Linked DNA regions of Mus musculus: region 1 is linked to region 2. The links are chromatin contacts, called in public Hi-C maps. All regions are on one chromosome and are shown on one strand. The core of a region is the stretch at or near the end of the contact, and the rest is flanking DNA. Distances in the headings are between cores, read along the strand shown.

Region 1 (3,030 bases), core at 375-2,874, 73 kb after region 2:
AAAAAACATGGTTTGGATGCAGAACTCTAAACTTACTAGGATAAGAAAGAGAATATAATAATTTCTCCTGCGTTGCCAAATACAAACAGATTGGACTTTTTGAATGTAACTCTTATCTAGTCCTTTTCATTATTTATTTAGACAAAAAGAGGAAATGTTGAGGTCTTGTCTATTGCTATCTATTGTAATGCAAAAATTTGTATCCCAAGGTCTAGTTTAGCATGTTACTCAAGAAGAGTGAATTCTCATGGATACCAGCTTTTGTTGTACAATCCTAGTTCCTTAATTTAAAACTATTGGTTGAGCAGCCCATCCTGTAGCTGGGCATAAGAGAGGTAGGCAAGGCTTCAGCTCCCAGGCTGGGTTTCTGAAATGGAGACTAAGAGGGAGAGAAGGAGGGGAAGGCTCATGCCATGAGGTATGTGGATCATGAGCGCATGGCCATGAGAGCTGGTCTGCTGGAGTAGGAGAGGCCTACATGGAACTTGGCAAGTAATGTCTCAGGATTATTGACAGGGAGGTAGAAAAAACAGCACAGAGGACTGATATCTGCCCAGCTCAGGTGCTTTAAAGCTTATTATAAAATATAAAGGTTTTGTGTCTTTTATTTGGGAACTACATGGTCTAAGGTGGAGAAGAAACTCCAAATAATATTTACTGCAACTTTAATCTGATGGGGGCACCAATCTGATGGAGGTACCAATCTGATGGGGGCACCAATCTGATGGGGGCACCAATCTGATGGATGCAATGTTTCAGTTGAGGTTCTCTCTTCCCAGGTGACCCTAGTTTTTGTCGCATTGATGAAAAATAACCAGTACAGCCATTTAAAAGAATGCTTGCTTTGATGAAGAGACATTTTGATCACCGTTTCAAACACAAATTTACTTGTACTATCAATTTTTTTTCTGTTTCTTCTGCCCCACAAATATTACAAAACACAGGAAATAGATGGTTAGCATGAACAAAGATATTATCTATTTAAATAATCAGGGCAACTCATAGAGCTAACATGCTAAATATTTTTTTTAAATACTCAATATTCTTCATTTACTACAAACTAGAGACTTGCATGGATGTGTCAGAACTCTGATTAGCCAAGCTCGAGTGCTGGGTGCAGAGGTCCAACAGGAACCAGGTCTTGGGTGACCCTCCCTCTTTTGTGTACATGGAACGAAAAGACAGTTGGTGGCATCATGTAGATATCTTTGATCATCTTTCTTCAGTGAAAATACCTTGTGATGGACATTTTCTCAAAAACAAAACAAAAAAAAAAAAAGGCTCTGATGCACAGATCAAAGGTCTTTTTGCAGTCTGCTGGAGTTTCAAAACCCACTTGCAGATTCACTTCTTAAAACCCACTCCAGTGCAGCCTTGGACCTGACACTGAATGAGACACCCAACCAGCATCCAGGAGCCCAGCTCCTGTGGCCACAGCTCATTCACTTTCATGTATTCTGAGCTGCGTCTGAGCAATTGACAACACCAGGGCAGAGTGCTTCGAATACACTGATGAAGATCCTGGGGGTGGGGGTGGGGTGAGGGTGGGGGTGAGGGTAGGCAGGGGTGGGAGGGCAGGCCTCCTCCCTGCAGTATCAACTATGAACCTAACAGGAAGTATGACGGCATCTCTTCATTTTTATCTGAACAACACTTCAAATGTTACTCATGTCAGAGTGGTGTGCAGTGGTCTGATATGGATGAACAGATATGTGAATATTTAAGTTGATACAAGATTCAAAAGACAAATCCCAAGCTGTCTTCCCAGGTAAATGCCAGCCCAGTACAGGGTTACTCTCCCCTGCTGTCCAGTATTTTCTTGCGAAAATTGAAGTGTAACTTCCTTTGCAATGTCAAGCTACATATCCAGATACTGTAAATGTCCTTCTGTCAAATGTCCCTGACCTGCCAGACTAGTGGCCAATGGCTCTATAGTCTGCAGCCATTTGGAAGAGTCTTTACAGAGGTATGTTTTCATGGTTTGTCTCAGTGACATCATTTTTTAAAAAAATATTTACTTTAGGAGCTTGAATGATGGCTCAATGGTTAAGAGCACTGACTGTTCTTCCAGAGGTCCCGAGTTCAATTCCCAGCAACCACATGATGGCTCTGTCCCCCAAACTGCAAACACAAACACCCAAAACCTATTATTTTTCTACTTTACCAGTGTATCTCAAGTGCTAATGTGGAATGAACCACCTGGAGATAATTCAGTCTGAGTCTGTAAGGCTGGAGAGAGGCTGTTTGCAATCGGATCTGATGCCCTCTTCTGGTGTGTCTGAAGATGACAGTTGTACTCACACATATAAAATAAATAAATCTTTAAAACCTTTTTATTTTAAATGTATGTATGCAGATGGCTTGCTTATGCAAGTGCAGGTGTGCTGGGCACCCAAAAGAGTGTGTAGCCTCTTAGCACTGGCATTACATGAGTCAGCCACCTGATGTGGGCACTAGGGACTGAACTCAGCCTTCTGGAAGAGCAGTAAGCAGTTGTAACAGCTCAGCCATTTCTCCAGTCCCAATTATATATATATATATACTTTGCTCATTCAAAATGTGTACTACACTGTCCCTACCCAAGAGTCCCTAAGTCAAATTTACTAGCTTAGGGGGGCCCAAAGTGTTCAAGGCTTTATGAGCCTCATGTGAGGTAGAGCTACAGGCCTGGCTATCCTGTGTAACAGGGGACACAATGATTGTTCAGAGTGTGGTCAGCATACCAGCAGCGTTGTCATCTACCAACAGCCTCTCTCCAGCCTTACAGACTCAGACTGACTTATCTCCAGGTGGTTCATTCCACATTAGCACTTGAGATACACTGGTAAAGTAGAAAAATAATAGGTTTTGGGTGTTTGTGTTTGCAGTTTGGGGGACAGAGCCCAGGAACTTAAATATATTAGGCAAGAGTTCTCCCCCTGAACTGTCCCCTCAGCTGGAACCTCACTTTGTTTTGATCTCTCTCTTTGTAGCTGTTCAACTGAGGGGCCAAGGAACTTCATGCCGCCTCTGCCTCTGCTTGCCCATGGT
Region 2 (2,953 bases), core at 348-2,847:
TGAGGTGCCAAGGAATTTAGCTGGGACTGCTGTGTCTGCAGACATTGAAGCCAGGGAGAGGGGGAGGGGGAGGGGAGGAGGGAGTGGGAGCGGGGGGTCGTCATACATTGAATGACATCATACATGAATGAAAAACATGTGAAAACTATAGAAGGCTTTAAAAATAGCGCCCCCTCCACAAAACTGGGTTGAGCAATAAACTTGAGGCATTTATGCTTTCCCACTTCTGTCCTCTAGACCAGTAGAGGCTGATAGAACACTGTCTTAGAGCTGAAAGAGGCAAGGCAGACTCTGCAAAGTAAAGCTTAAGAACCTATGAACTCTAGAAGGCAGGGAAAATCAAGGTCACCACAAGGACATTGCACATTCATTTCCACTTAGAGAAAAGCCTTCACAAATTCTACCAATTTGTATAATTTAGAATTGTTTTGAAAATTTTAAATATTTGGGGACATTTTCTAGCTATCATTTTGATACTGACTTGTATCAGTTGTGGTGGTTTGAATAGGATTGGCCCCCATAGACTCGTGTGTGTGTGTGTGTGTGTGTGTGTGTGTGCCCATGGGAAGTGGTACTATTAGGTGGTAGGTATGGTCTTGTAAGAGTAGGTGTGGCCTTGTTGGAGGAAGTGTGGGTTATGCTTTGAGGTCAAAGACTCAAAGGTCTGCCCAGTGTGGAACACAGTCTCCTGCTGCTGTTGGATGAAGATAGAGAACGCTCCATGTTTGCCTGGACACTGCAATACTTCCCACCATGACCCTAATGGACTAAACCTCTGACACTGTAAGCCAGCCCAAACTAAATGCATGCCTTTATAGGAATTGCTTTGGTTATGGTGTCTCTTCACAGCAAAGAAACCCTAAGACAATTTGTAACACAGTCTTTCTTGGGGAATATTTCTCAAAAACTTGAGATGACAATATATCTTGCTGTTGCTACATTGTATATTCTATGTGTTCTTCAAGTCCTGTATAAATTAATGAATTTCTGCGTCCTTGATCTATTAAGTAATAATAGAAAGATATAACAAGCACATCTCTAGCGCTACCAGAGATCTGTCAGAGTAGGAAGCATTGTTTGATAAAGATTGATAGATACGGGGCTGGAGAGATAGTCCAGTGGTTAAGAGCACTGGCTTTTCTTCCAGAGGACCTGGGCTCAGTTCTCAGCACCTACATAGTAGTTCACAACTGTCTGTAACTCCAGTTCCAGGGGATCTGATACCTTCACTCAGACATGAATGCAGACAAAACACAATGCACATAAAATAAAATAAGTAAAAGACTATTAAATATAGTACTAGTCTTACTTACATTTTTATTACTGTGCTAAGACACCATGATTAAGTCAATGTATGGGAGAAAGACTTTATTGAGGAATTACAGTTTCAGAGGGTAGAGTTCCTAATCATGGCAGGGAGCATGGCAGCCGGGACGCAGCCATGGAGCTAGAACGTAAGAGCTTACACCTTGATCTGGAGGCTTGAGGCAGAGAGAGCTAAGTGGTGTGGGCTTTTGAAACCTCTAAGCCTGCCAGCAGTGACACACCTCCTCCAACAAGGCCACACCTTTTCAGCGTTCAGAGCTGAGAGGCTGAGTGATCAACAAAGCTAGCAGTTGTCCTCTGAGCAATAAAAACCGACCATGACTTCATGCATTAGTGCTGAGTGTTGTTTAGAATTAACTTTGTTTGCTACTGATTAAATTCCAGTTGGGGGCAAAGTGCTTCTTATCTCATTTCTAAGCTCTCAGCCATTCAGTCATCTCTCGTGGTGAACTCATTTCTCTTTGTGAGATTCAAACGCGATAAAACAATAATGAGAAGTTAAAAATCAAGGTTAGGAAAAAAAAAAGCATTTTAAACCTGCAGGCTTTCTGACCGGGAGAAAAACAATTATAAGGGTTTGGAGAATCAATAGAAATTGATGTTTTATACCAAAGAAAACTTAAGGTTTTGAGTCCCGCCCTCACTGCTCTCTCTGTATAAATACAAAGCAATCAATAGGCCCCAAACCAAGCTGCTAAGGATTCACTTCCAGCAATTACCATTGATACTCAAGGTAGTGGTATTGAGTATTTGGGTTTGGAGAACACGTCATTAAACATAGAAAAATGAAGTTTTGAAAGGTTTTTTTCTTAATTTGTTCTTTGGAAAAATTTGTCCTTTGAAAGTTTTATACATGTATACAGTGTGATTTGATCACACCCAGCCCCTCTACGTTTCCCTCATGACTTGATAGGCTAATTTCTAAACTACTGAGCTCTGTTAGTTCTGCTAGTATATGTGGTGGGCTTGGATGACTGCTTTCCATTACTCACCAGAGTGTGCAAATTGCTCACATTTTGAAATGAACATAAACAGTGTAGATGGTGTTGACATGAACTATTGTGTACTTCTAGCTCGTTAAGTTAGGAGTCTTAGAGTCTGCCTGACTATATTTGATCATGCGGGAGATCTGATGAGGGTTTGACGTGAGAACCGACTGTGGGATTCCCTAAGCCTATGAAGACAGCAGGAGGCTGAAGCTGATTAAACCTGGGTGTTTAATCAGCATGGAGCCTTGAGGAAGGGCTCAGGAGACAGAAGGGAGAATCTGTGTCTCATGTCGGAGAGATCTACTGGAAGAGATCTTCCGATTGGACAGTCATCTCCATCTCAGTCTTAGTCCTTGACTCCTCTCTTAATGATGATCTCTTATGACCCACTGTACTGACTGAATGGAGACTGTAAGGAATCCACTGCTGATCCTGGAGGGAAGTAGCACAGACTGAAAAATGATAGAACTATTAGTGGACATCATTTATTAATGGTTGTTAACTGTGAGCAGAGATGCATAGTTCACAGCTGGCTTTCTTTTTCATCTTATTAAAAAAGCCAGATTCAACTATATGGGAATAGTAGTATAAAGACAACATACATAGATGTAATCCTGGGCCACTAGTGTTCATTATAG

The links. Hi-C and Micro-C count contacts between places; a contact is called where the count stands out from the background.
Region 1: a contact with region 2 is called in a Hi-C map of the G1E-ER4 cell line, with 1.8 times the contacts expected there. The contact joins two enhancer-like sites. A contact is called at or near these places in 6 of 39 promoter capture datasets (the 3T3-L1 cell line, the C10 cell line, embryonic stem cells and 2 more), 6 of 484 Hi-C or Micro-C datasets (the BV-2 cell line, the G1E-ER4 cell line and myeloid progenitors) and 3 of 9 other capture datasets (adipose tissue, liver and pancreatic islet).

What each region holds. Positions count from the first base shown.
Region 1 is chr13:95,062,182-95,065,211 of GRCm38.p6, forward strand. The region is part of intron 10 of Pde8b (phosphodiesterase 8B); the gene reads right to left. All of the region lies in intron 1 of Gm41025 (a long non-coding RNA gene), which reads left to right. Among named protein-coding and RNA genes, the nearest start is that of Gm41025, 13 kb to the left of the region's middle. Within about 2 kb of position 1,625, at least 9 of the 459 cell types and tissues checked have an H3K27ac peak or open chromatin away from gene starts, as enhancers often do. A contact at or near this core is called in the G1E-ER4 cell line, where this site is marked.
Region 2 is chr13:94,989,169-94,992,121 of GRCm38.p6, forward strand. The region is part of intron 2 of Wdr41 (WD repeat domain 41); the gene reads left to right. Among named protein-coding and RNA genes, the nearest start is that of Gm41024, 12 kb to the left of the region's middle. Within about 2 kb of position 1,598, at least 23 of the 459 cell types and tissues checked have an H3K27ac peak or open chromatin away from gene starts, as enhancers often do. A contact at or near this core is called in the G1E-ER4 cell line, where this site is marked.